3 separate regions of the Mus musculus genome follow, and regions 1 and 2 are each linked to region 3. A link is a contact called in public Micro-C data. All regions are on one chromosome and are shown on one strand. The core of a region is the stretch at or near the end of the contact, and the rest is flanking DNA. Distances in the headings are between cores, read along the strand shown.

The links. Hi-C and Micro-C count contacts between places; a contact is called where the count stands out from the background.
Region 1: a Micro-C map of the G1E-ER4 cell line shows a contact between it and region 3, with 2.2 times the contacts expected there. The contact joins the enhancer-like site here to the promoter of Lancl2 in region 3. A contact is called at or near these places in 1 of 39 promoter capture datasets (macrophages), 1 of 15 datasets of contacts at CTCF or cohesin (the NIH/3T3 cell line), 7 of 484 Hi-C or Micro-C datasets (the G1E-ER4 cell line, the HPC-7 cell line, LSK cells and 3 more), 2 of 115 datasets of contacts at active chromatin or transcription factors (the SCID.adh cell line and intestinal villus epithelium) and 3 of 9 other capture datasets (adipose tissue, macrophages and pancreatic islet).
Region 2: a contact with region 3 is called in a Micro-C map of granulosa cells, with 2.1 times the contacts expected there. The contact joins the enhancer-like site here to the promoter of Lancl2 in region 3. A contact is called at or near these places in 3 of 39 promoter capture datasets (liver and macrophages), 2 of 484 Hi-C or Micro-C datasets (granulosa cells and neural progenitor cells), 1 of 115 datasets of contacts at active chromatin or transcription factors (the SCID.adh cell line) and 1 of 9 other capture datasets (adipose tissue).

Annotation. Positions count from the first base shown.
Region 1 is chr6:57,743,328-57,747,498 of GRCm38.p6, forward strand. No RefSeq gene overlaps it. Among named protein-coding and RNA genes, the nearest start is that of Lancl2, 43 kb to the left of the region's middle. Within about 2 kb of position 2,579, at least 38 of the 459 cell types and tissues checked have an H3K27ac peak or open chromatin away from gene starts, as enhancers often do. A contact at or near this core is called in the G1E-ER4 cell line and the HPC-7 cell line, where this site is marked.
Region 2 is chr6:57,640,654-57,644,803 of GRCm38.p6, forward strand. All of the region lies in intron 13 of Herc6 (hect domain and RLD 6), which reads left to right. Among named protein-coding and RNA genes, the nearest start is that of Pyurf, 49 kb to the right of the region's middle. Within about 2 kb of position 1,313, at least 82 of the 459 cell types and tissues checked have an H3K27ac peak or open chromatin away from gene starts, as enhancers often do. A contact at or near this core is called in the SCID.adh cell line and granulosa cells, where this site is marked.
Region 3 is chr6:57,700,096-57,704,380 of GRCm38.p6, forward strand. Lancl2 (LanC (bacterial lantibiotic synthetase component C)-like 2) reads left to right here and starts at 2,360. Exons shown (of 9, transcript NM_133737.2): 1 at 2,360-3,168. The coding sequence starts at 2,965.

The DNA.
Region 1 (4,171 bases), core at 1,329-3,828, 43 kb after region 3:
TTTACACACAAAACCAGACAGTAAATTGTTGTCCTGTGTTGTGGAGATCCTTCAGCTTTGGAACAGCAGGACTGGCTCTTTTCAGAATCCCAACCATTGGCAGATGATATAGATGTTGAGGCAGGCTAATTCAGAGCCCTGAATCTGGGCTTGAGTGGTAGCTGAGCTGGTCAGCCCGTGACTCTTCCTTATCTGAACCACCAGGGTGAGCTCTCCACCATTGCTTTGGCTAGGCCACTCAAGGCTACCATTGGAAGAATCCAGTGTTTGTTTGTTTGGTTGGTTGGTTGGTTGGTTTTGTTGTTGTTGTTTGTTTGTTTTTGGTTTTTCGAGACAGGGTTTCTCTTTATAGCCCTGACTGTCCTGGAACTCACTTTGTAGACCAGGCTGGCCTTGAACTCAGAAATCTACCTGCCTCTGCCTCCTGAGTGCTGGATTAAAGGCATGAGCCACCACACCCAGCAGGAATCCAGTGTTAGCACTCCTGATCTTATGCACTTGGGGCGGCTCACTCACACCCAGCTTCCCAGAGTCAGCTTTACTATGTTGCCCAGTCAAGGTTCAGGGCCCATACTCCCAAGTACTGCAGCCTGTGAGCGGCTGGGCCAGTTTTCCTACTCTTGAACCCTCAGAGATGGCTCACCTATGCCTTCACCATCAGGGTCAGCTTCACTGTATTTCCCAGGCAAGGCAAAAGGGCCACTCTCCCAAGACCTACAGCCAGAGAGGGAGCTGGGCTAGCTCCCCAACTCTCATGACTCCAGGGGTAGCTCTTCCTACTACTAAAGGTTGTGAGTCAGGGAGGAAGAGGGCATCAGCCCTGCACTCACACCACCTCAGGCAGGTGAGTGGTGGGGCCAACTGTCCCATGCTCTTTCCTCCAGGACTGGATTAGCTATGCCCCTACAACCAAGGTCAGCTGTACTGTGCTGCCCAGGTAAGGAGCAGGGTCAGTTCACCTGACTGCTGCAGCCAGTGAAGGGCAGGATCATCTGTCTTGTTCTCATGACTCCAGGGTCAGCTCTTCCCAACTGTTGTAAGTGGTGAGGGTCAAGTGGGGGCAAGGCATCACCCCCGTACCAATACATCATGGAAGACAAGTGACAGGGCCAGCTATCCTAAGCTCTCATCCGCTACATACTCAAATATTGTGGTGGCTTCCAATGTAGGCTGGATGACATTCTCCACCCATGCTGCTTGGCATAGCAGTAAGAGGGTACCTATTGTTTGTCTGTGCCATGTGCTATGCAGCAGGCCTGTAGATTCCATAGAGGTTTGAAGGTCTCTGCCTTCCCTCTCTTACACTGTGCTTCCTGGACTTGATTTTTATGAGTCCTAGGCATAAGACAGATTTGACCATTGTAGTGGTATGAATAGGGAGCTGCATTCAAGTTCCCACAGACTTCCCCACTCCCACCTCCTCCAAATTGTGATGCTGCTGCATTCGAGCGTTTCTATGTCCATGCACCTCCCAAGTCCACTTCTTTTGGAGGATGTAGAGGTATCAGGAGGTCCAGTGTCCTAAGCCTCCCACATTACCAGATAGTCCTGATTGTTCAGTACCTCAACATCAAACAATGCTGCGGACCCCACCACCACCACCACCATACACACAAACACAGCGTGGCATTTTAGGATGGCTCTCTGGACTTTTAGACTCATACTCTAGTAGCCACCATCAGCATCTCTCATCACTAGAACTTATACTCATTTGGCTCCTCTGTCCACATGGTTGCCATTCCTTGGAGACCACTTGTATTCACAGTAACACTATAATTGTTCGCACTCTCCGGCTTCTATCACTGGCACAATGGGTTGGATCTCCACTGGCACCTTAATTTCAGCTTTTTCTTCTTTCCTGCCTTCTTTTTTTTTCTCTTTTCTTTTTTTAAGCTTCTGAAACACTGAGGGAAATTTTCTGTTGTTTATAAGCTGAATGTACTAGGAAATCAAGATAGGAGCAGTTTTGCAAAGAAATGCCTCTGCAATTAGATAGGAGGGCTGTTTAGACAGGACAACACCTTAGAGTAAAAACAAAGTGACACAGAGGGCAGAATAAAGACTCCTGCCTTACTTAGCTGGATCTCTATGAGTTCAAGACTAACCTGGTCTACAAAATTAGTTCCAGGAGAGCCAGCGCTGTTACTCAGCTAAACCCTGTCTTGAACCAAGAAAAAAGATTCAGGGCTACAGTTATGTGGACAGAGTGGAGGGAGGAGGCAGGCTACTTAGCTATATCTTTTCTGGTGCTAGGAAAAGCATCTGCACGATGGTGATAAGGAAAGAGGCATGGGCTGGAAAGATGACTCAGCTATTAAAGGCTAGGCTCACAACCAAAAATATGAGGAACTGGGGTAACTCTCTCCAGGTCCATCAGGTTCTATTTTGAACATCATCTCCCCATTCATTCAGATGGCAATTATACTAGGCAGCTTTGCATTGCTGTAACAAATAGCAAAGGAAACCAATGTTTGGCTCAGTATTCCAGGTTTCATCTCATGATGATGGGTTGATCTTATTGCTTGGGCCTGTGATGAGGAGCTAAATTATCCAAAGGTTCATAGTGGAACAGAGCTGTTCATCTCATGGCCAAGGATAAAGATAAGGTTCTTTGGGAGCTTAACGGGGAGGTTCCAATATCCACCTCAAAGATGTGCCCCGAACAGTCAGCTCTCACATTAGGTTCTCCCTCTTCAAGTTTCTACCACCCTATATTTCAAACCAGGTGTGGCCCTAGCCTTTAACACATGGGCCTTGGGGGCCATGCACATTAAATTCAAAGTATAGCAGAGAACTAGAGATTGTGGGAAAGCCATAAGAACCCTAAGCTACAAAGATGTTTAATAGAAGCATTGAGTACCTTAAAATCAGGTAACGGTTCCAGAAGCCCGCCTCCCAGAACCATGCCTTGCCACTCAGTGTGCACTTGGTCAGAAGCCAGCTTCTGGTCCACCCGTGTGCCTGGAGCATCTCCAGGTGGAGCCTGTTAATGCTCCCTCAGGTTTCTTCTTTCCTTCAGCATTCTGGCTATGCCCCCTTCCTGTCCCACCTGAGTTCTCATCAGCCTCGTTTTATTTCAGAGATTATTCCACATTTTTGTTTTTGCCATCTTTTGTTTTGACAGCTGTGATGGATATTTTGAAGCTTATTGGAATTTGGAAAGCACAGATGAAAGTGAGCATTAGATTTCCCATCTTTGATTTGGAAACAACCATTTTCCTGGTAGAAGTTGGCCAGAAGGGGTCTTTCCTGCCTAACATAGATGTAATGCAAGGCAGTGAGCCTTTTCGGTCTTGTTTCCTGTCTACCTAAAGGGATTTGAGTGATGTCAGAATTTGCCAAATGTATCCTTGTAATACCCCTAATCAAATAAAACTAGGCAGTCATCAAAACAACTTGCCTTAGTCAGTGTTCTGTTGCTGTGAAGAGACATAATGACCACAGCAACTCATAAAGAAAAATATTGTATTGATGGTTGCTTACAGTTTCAGAGGCTTAGTCCATTACTGTCATGATAGGAAACATGCTGCAGGTAGGCATGTAGACATGGTGTTGGAGAGTGAGCTGAGACTTCTACATCCAGATTATCAGGCAGCAGGAAGAGAATTGAGTCTTTAGTCCTGGCTTGAGCTTCTAAAACCATAAAGCCCACTCCCTCCCAGTGACACAGTTTCTCCAGCATAGCCATACCTCCTAATCCATATCAAGTACCACTCCCTAATGACCAGGCATTTAAATATATGAGCCTGCGGGAGGCATTCTTATACAAACCACAAATTAAGGAGCCTGCAAAATGGGTATCCAGGTAAGACATCTGCTGAAAATCTAAGTTCCTCTCCAAATTCCATGTCAAGATGGAAGGAATGAATCACAAAGTTGTCAGCTGACCTCCACATGTATGGGAGGCACACACAAACACATGCAAACAGACGCTCAAATTTGAAAATTTAATACATTAAAAACATGGCCAGTTACTCACTGCAGACTAAAAGACTTAAATAAAAAGGTCCTAAGGGCGAGTAGGATCTAGAACTCTTTTCAAGTAACTAACAGCACAGCACTAGCTATAATGTAAGGAAATAGGGCCACAAGCAGAGTGCCAAGGAATAAGTTCTTGTTAAGGATAGAGGCAGATCCTTTCCAGATGAAGTGATATATTTTAGAAATTCCA
Region 2 (4,150 bases), core at 63-2,562, 60 kb before region 3:
AGGACATCCTTAATATAAGCAGTCTGGTTTAGTTCAGCAGTTTTTCCATAAGTCAATGTATTTTAGCAGTTATGCTATCTATCTCATTGAAGAAACAGCATTGAGGCAGTCTGAGGTAGGATCAGGCAGGGTGCTGGAATAAATACATCTCAGTGTCTCAGCATTCTTTAAAATCACACACACACACACACCACCACCACATTTAAGACTTGAAATATTGATGTCAACAAAATATTAAATATTAAACTCTCTTTGGGAGATTCTGTATCGCCCTTTTGTTCTATGAACATTATCTTTAAAGCTCTGTTAGATCGCTGCACAGTTACTTGTGTGGTATGATTGTAAGGTATGCCTATAACAGGCTTTATGTCATAATGTCTAAAAAATTGTTGTATTCTAATATATGATACCCGAGCATAAATAGCTTCAGTCTGCAAATGCTTCTCTAAGGTAGCCACCATCTAAAATAAATATGCAATCTCAGACTCAGCCTTTCTAGAACTTAAGGCGGAAAACCATTAGGATTTGAAATATGCATCAATTGTGTGATGTATTATCACATATGTATATTTTCAATTTTCAAAATCTGCAAAATTATATACATAAGCTATTGCATGTTATTGCTCCCAGGTAACTTCATTAAGCATTGTATTGCTATGAGTTGCCATTATAATTCCCCCAAGCATTTATGAATTTCCATTTCATCTGGAACTTCTTTTTTTTTGTTGTTGTTTTTGTTATTGTAGGATCCAGATTGGATTCTTTTGAAGGTTCTTTACTCCGATTTAAAGAATCCTCTAACCTCTGTTCTATGGCCGTGAACCTAGCATTCTGTCTTTCAGTTCTCTCCTTACCTAGGTCTGTTTTATTCTGATCTTTCTTAGAGAGGATCTATAAAATTGTAATTGTTACAGAAAAAAAAAAACATTTAAATGCTGATAAACAAGACAAAGTCATATGCAATCCAGATGCATTGAGTCATTGTGCTTCTCCGCATTTTCAACACAGAAAATATTTTTCTTTTCAAACTCTAATTCTTTACTTCCTTCAGAGACTTTCTCCCTGTATTCTTTCTATATTCATTTTTTCCCCTTTAGCACTTAAACACATTTTCGAGCATATTATACCTGTTTAGAGCTTTGCGTCTGGGCTTGGATTTTTTTTTTCTTTCTGCCTGTTGCTTTTGGCGCTTCTCAGCTAGTACCTTGTGTTGCCAGTTTAGCATCTGGCAGTTTGAGTTGATTCTGACCCATGAGGGCTGGTGTCTGTAGCAGGCTCCCTTTGTGGGTTTGGCCTGGAGCCAATGTTTGCCCTCTGACTTCTGGGCTGCAGTGTACACTGTCTCTTTTTGGCTCTGAGCCATTACCAAACTGTGCTGCAGTTTCCCTAAGGGCTCCTAGCTCTCTCAAAAAATTTTAGCCTTCTAAATTTCCTCCAGCTAGGAAATCGTGTCCCAGCAACCACACGGTGACTCACAACCATCTGTAATGAGATCATCTAGTGTGTCTGAAAACAGCTACAGTGTACTTAAATATAATAAATAAATAAATAAATAAATAAATCATTAAAAATACACTTTAAAAAAAATCTAACCTTTCCCTTATAGCTTAATTTACTGCTTAATAAACTACATCTCTCCTTGGTGACTTTTAGTATTGTTTAGATAATCAGATGCTCTAAATTTATTTAATTTTGTAAATGAACAATGAAGATGTTTAATTACTTATTAGTTTACTGAATACTCATTCTTTACTTGGAAGAAAACTTCTAGTAAGCACATTATAGTTAAAAATATGGAAAAATAAGCAAAGAAATAGGGAAAAAAGAAAACCAGATGCTCACTAGTCAGATGCACCTGTTAATCTACCCTCTACCAACATTAAACTGTCCTACCCAGGGTTAGTGCTGGATCCTATAATTTCTGCATTTGGTAGGAGAGGAAGAAGAACCAGAAGTTTAAGCTCATCCTTAGCTACCTATATATAGGCAGAGATATCGTGTGTGTGTGTGTGTGTGTGTGTGTGTGTGTGTGTGTGTGTGTGTATTTGTGTCTATCTCTGTGTGCCTATCTGTATATGTGTATCTCTGTTTCTATATGTATGTTTATACACACACATATTTCCATTTTGAGGTCAGTCTAAGCTACATGAGATTCTGCCACAAACCTACAAAGCAAAATAGAAAAACTACACACACACACACACACACACACACACACACACACACACGCACGCACACATGCACACACACACACACAATATTGATATGTTGTAGAATAGGCCAAGGATTTTACGAAAGTATGAAATTGCATTCTCATATTCTTCTCAGCTACTTACTACCTGCTATTTTGGTTATGTTCCCATAGTGGGTAATAAACGATATCTTACTGTGATTTTCATTTTCATTTTTCTGTCATCTAATACTTAATAAGTTTGAACAACCTTTTATGTAGTTATTGACTAATATACTTTATTTGAAGATTTTTTTTGCTTATTTTACAATTATTTCATCTTTGTTTTTATTATTGGATTATAATTATATATGCGTGTATATGTGCACATAGTTAGTATATACAGGTTTTTAATATGATACTTTTGCTTTACTCTGTGCATCTATTTCACTTTCTCAGTGGTGTCCTTTGAAGCATGAAAGTATTGTTACTTTTCTCCCTTCTTCCCTCCCTCCTTCCTTCCCTCCTTCCTTGCTTCCCTTCTTCCTTCCTTCTTTCTCTCTCTCCTTTGTAGTGCTGGAGATGCAACCTACAGCCTCACAGATGCTAGGCAAACACTCTGTCACAGAACTAAGCTACGCCCCACACAGCCCTTTTGTTGTTATTTTTGTGTCCGGACCGGGCTTTTGCTATCAAGTTATAGCTGGCCCAGAACACGTGGTCTTCCTGCCTTAGCATCCAAAGTGCTAAGATAGGCATTTTCCTGATGTTCATCTTAGTTTTTAATTTTGGTAAAATATCTCTCTGGCTCTCTGTGTGTGTGTTCCTATCACTGTCTCTGTCTTTCTCTACCAGGGCCTCATGAACCCTTGGCTGTCTCAAGTCCACTATATAACTGAAAATAACCTTGACCCTCTGGTGCGACTCTCTCTGTCTCCCAATAGCTGAGATGACAGGCTTATTTGCCTCTGGGTTTGTATGAGGTGCTGAGAACTGACTCCTGGACTGTGTTCATGCCTGGTACAAACTACTAACTAAACAATGTCCCTCAGCCTTACCTTTTTTTTTTTTCTGAAAGTTAAATCTCTAACCATTTGTCATTACTTTGTAGAAATCTTGCTAGATTTACCCATTAATACTAAATTGTGGTTCCACCTTTGAGTTTCTGTGCATACAATCCTATAATTTAATAATAATACCATTTTTCTTTTATCTTTTTGCATGTAGTACATATAAGTTGTGGATGCATGCCTACTGAAATAGTTGATTTCTGAGCATTGTTTCTTCTGGGAACCTTTGTTAATCCCCTTACATACATAGCTAATGAGAAACTATATCCTAGATATGTGGCTACTTTCTGATTAGTTACAAGTGGGCAACCCATATCTTGTTTTTTCAAATAAACCTTTATTTTTAATCTATATGTGTGGGTGTTTGTCTTGCATGTATGTCTGTGCACCACTTGTATACAAATATCTATGGAGAGCAGAAGAGGTCATTGGATCCCCTAGAATTGGAGTTGTGAACTATCATGTAGTGCTGGGAATTGAACTCAGGTCCTCCAGAAGAGCAGCAAATGCTCTGAACTGTTGAGCCATCTCTCCAGCCTAAAGAAGTTTTTGGCTAAGCCAGCAGTAATTTATTCTCAAGGTCATAGGTATCTTGGTTTAAAGGCCTACTAGGAACCTGGTTTGAGGTCAGAGCAGGCAGCCTCTGAGGCTATGTCTCAGGAATTCTTACATCTATCTGCTCTTGGAAGATGTAGTTTTTTTTTCCCATTTTTATTAGGTATTTAGCTCATTTACATTTTCAATGCTATACCAAAAATCCCCCATACCCACCCACCCCCACTCCCCTACCCACCCACTCCCCCTTTTTGGCCCTGGCGTTCCCCTGTACTGGGGCATATAAAGTTTGCAAGTCCAATGGGCCTCTCTTTCCAGTGATGGCCGACTAGGCCATCTTTTGATACATATGCAG
Region 3 (4,285 bases), core at 1,110-3,609:
CAATTAGGAGTATTTACATCTAAACAGCAACCACAAAGTTAATTGAGTCCTTTAAATATTGGTGCAAATGCATGCTCTTTTAAAATATTTTGAGAACAAATTGTTTCTGTAGACCTCTGAAATATTCCTGAATGTACTACCCCTTGCTTTCTGGGAAGTAACCTTAGTTGATGCTACTTGGGAGTCTTCTCTATGCCTTGAAGATTGCTATCTGCCCCTAAAGCAAACTCAGAAACAAAATAATTAGAATAGTATGAACTCAGAGGAGGCTGACTTGGTTCAGCAGGACAGGAGACATGACAGCAGATCAGAGCACAGAACTTATACAGAATATTTAGATTTCCTAGAAATATAATATACAAGGTAAAGGGCCATACATATTAAGCCCCTAATAAGAGCTCAGTAACAAAAAGCTAGGATGACTAGGATAATATAACAGCATATATACACAGTATAAGAATGATATACAAGAATGTAAGAAGAGTAAGGCATTAGGATTTATCATTCCTTTAAAGATTGGCTTATACCTGATTGTTGTAATGTTGTAATTAATTTAGAAACAAAAGAATTGTTTTATTAAACAAATTCTTGTAGGATTATAGATACAAATATCACAAAGTTAAATTACAGCTACAACAGTTCCTAAGTCTGACTTCTCAGACTCAGGCTAATTTGCAAGTAATATGATTGACCATTAAAGTTAAAAGTATAGTGCTTAAAGCAGAGTGATTCATCTGGACTGACTCAGATTCTATCTATTTTCTATCTAAGCATCTTGAAACTGCAAAATGCTGCCAGCCTAAGAATGGGTTGCTATATCATGCTTGCTTAAGCTAAAATGATTTGCAGAATTTTAGGAATAGGGATATGGGGTTAATGATTACATCTATTCTACCTGGGCTTAACCTAGAAACCTGGACATAGTAGAAACGTATGGCCAAGACAAAATGGTTATGATCCACATCTGAGAAATCAGGAATGTTTTTGAAACCTTTATATAAATACATTTCTGATTGCTAGTCAGAGTTGCAAACGACCCCCAACTTGCTGTCTGACTCAACCTTCCCCTTGCCCAAGCCTTACATCTTCTTTGGAACCTGTTCATTCCTGGGCTGGGCTCCCATACCCCAGCTATAGTAATAGCATAAATCTACGTGCAATCTGAGGACTTTCTCTGTGAGTAACATAATAGAGGCTGAAACTTAGGCTAGCCAGAGGAAGAACTGTCTCCTAAAGTTTTCACAGTGGGAGGACTTGTCAGACCACCTTGTAGAAGGTATAGAAGCATAGACAGTGATGGGCCAATGCTGAGCCAGACAATATCTGGACCTGGGCTGCTTAGCCAGGCATATAAATCTCTGGTCTACCGTTTAATCCTCAGCGAAAAGGTCAGGATCTACCAACAAGCTCGGTAGGCCGTGTGTGTGTGTGTGTGTGTGTGTGTGTGTGTGTGTGTGTGTGAGAGAGAGAGAGAGAGTGAGCGAGAGAGAGAGAGAGAGAGAGAGAGAGAGTGTCCTTGAGACTGCCTGCTTGTGTTTTTCTCTGGTTCTTTGTCCCTCTTCCCAATGTAGGTGCGTTCAACAAATCTTTCTCTGCTTTTCACCGTTGTCTCTTAATTGGATATTAAGGCTGGTGGCAGAGCTTAGCTAGTTAGGGCTTCCAGGAGATAGAGTCTGACTCTTGTAACTCTGATCTACACTTTCAAGATCATGCACTGGAGGTTTGTGGTTGCGCATATGATAAGCGAGGGACAGGATAAAAACCTAACCCTTTTCCACTTTACTCCACTCTGAGGCCAAAGGCAGGAATGCCTGAAATCCTGGCTGTTTGATATTGTTCCATTATGTCACCTTTGGCATTAGAATAACAATGTACCTTGCTTGGGCTCCGGAAATCACATACACCAGGCTCTTCTCTGATTCCTGATTTTCTTGCCTACTAACCAGATATGTCCAGAGGGCAGAAACATTTTGTCACCAAGTACCAATATTTACTAAATGAAAGGACTGCAATACAATATTTCCTTTTAAATCATTACACAGATTTGGTTCTAGTAAACAGTGCAAAAAAACCCCATAGAACCAATGAAGGCTGTGACTTTATATATTGTGATAATAGAAATGCAAAGATCTATTTGCTTGTATCCTCTTTGCCATCCATGTTATTCTGCTGGCCAATTATGTTAATCTCGTGACCATGGGGTTCTCTGGTCTATAAAATATTTAGCTGATTTAATAATTATTCTTCTATATTATTTATCATTATTAAATATGTGTACTTACTCAAAACAATAAGAATGAAAACAAAACATTAAGAAAACAAAACAAAGGCCTGTGGCTCCTCCTCCAAGCAACCCCCCTCCCAGTGGTGATGAATGGGAGGGACTGTATCCCCCCCCACCCCCTTCGGGAGGCTATCTTTTCACTGTTTTAGGCCGTTTTGAATTTCTTTTCTTTAGAAGAGGTATTTTTAATCAAAGTAGCTACTGTTCCTGTGATTGGCGCACGACCAGGGGCCGAGGACACTGACGGGCGGCAAGGCTGGGCTGGTGAAATGCAGTCCGTTTGGTGATGGAGCATCTGAAGGTGCGCTTTTCCCTGGTCTGCAAATCGCTCACACTTTGAATGAACCCATCTTTACAGGCTTTCCCTACTGGAACGTGAGCTTTCTAGGCGTGCGTTTTCTCTAGAATCTCTCGGAAGGACACGGCCACGGGAGAGGCGAGGGTAACTGGGAGACTGTGCGGCTCGGCGGGCTGGGCCGTCAGGCTGAGAGCTGCTGCTGGGAGGGCGTGACTGGCGAAGGCTGGAGGTTCGGCTTTTTCGCGCTAGCTGCATCCAGATGTGCAAGCCACTGTTCTCCAGGAAGGCTTCGCCGCGGAGCCCCGGCCCAAACGCCTTCCAGGAGGTTTGTCCCTGCCTGCGCGCCGTGCCCTGAGCTCTCAGGCAGGGAAAGCGCGCGGACATGGGCGAGACCATGTCAAAGAGACTCAAGTTCCACCTAGGAGAGGCGGAGATGGAGGAGCGGTCGTTCCCCAATCCCTTCCCAGACTATGAAGCCGCCGCCTCCGCCGCAGGGCTCGCCGCTGGAAGTGCGGAGGAAACCGGCCGTGTCTGCCCTCTCCCCACCACGGAAGACCCGGGCCTCCCTTTCCACCCTAACGGGAAGGTGAGTTGGTTGCCAGGGCCGGGACCAGCGGTTGGGAGGGTGAGGCCACCTCCGCCAATGGTAGCGTCCGGCGGTCACGCCCTGGGTGCGCTGACGTCATCGGCGTACGTCCCGCCCGGTGTAGGTCCTGCCCAAGCAGCCGGGGAAAGGCTGCGGAGCTGTGCTTTCCCCATGATGAGACACTGAAACAGTCTGATGGAGCACTGTGATGGTTCCTGGCAGTAAAATGTGAATTTGATGTTAGTTAGGTAGAGTTTTGTCACACCTGCCTGTGGGCACACCCTTGCTTGGAGAAACGCTAAAGTCACGCCCTCTTAATTTTTTTCCGATTTGTTTTCTTCTTTAACAATTTCATTTTTCATACATGTATTTAATGCGTTCTGGTTGCTTCCACCCCACTGTCTTTCATCTCCTTCCCTCGTCTGTACAGTTACCTCTCCTATGAATTGCTTCCCCCCCCCCCCATCCATTTATGTCTTTGTTTGTTTTATCCCCCTTGGGCTTGACCAGGACTGTCTCTGTGAACTGTCCCTTGGAACCTGGTGGGTTCAGTGGGGTACATACACAACTGAAGACAATGGCTACCCCTCTTCCAGAGTCAGTCTGTTGCTGAGAGTTTGGCATTAAGGATTAGAGTCCCGTGAGCCCCTCCCCATCTGTGACTGACTGTTGGGAGGGCCTGTCCTGTGCACATCCTGCAAAAATAATTATATTTATAGCAATTCTGAGCTCATGGTCACATTGGCTGTATCGTCTAGGATTTTTCCATTCATTTCCCCTATCTTTTGGCTCTTGATTTTTTTTCTTTTTCCTGACCATTCTTCCTCAATGTTCCTAAATCTTAGAGGGTGTAGTTCAAATGGCTTGTTTATGGCCAAACCCTCAGGTGCCAGTTGCAGTGATAAGGATCCTTTGGGTATGTGCCCAAGAGTGCTATAGCTGGGTCTTAAAGTATTATTTATGTTTGAAACAAGAGCCTCACTATGTGTCTATCTCCTAGCTGGCCTAGAACTTACAGATACCTACTTGCCGTTGGCTCCCAAGTGCTGGGATTAAAGTTATACTCCATCATGCTCAGCGCATAAGGTGTTTTTGTTTCTAACTTTTGAGAACCCTT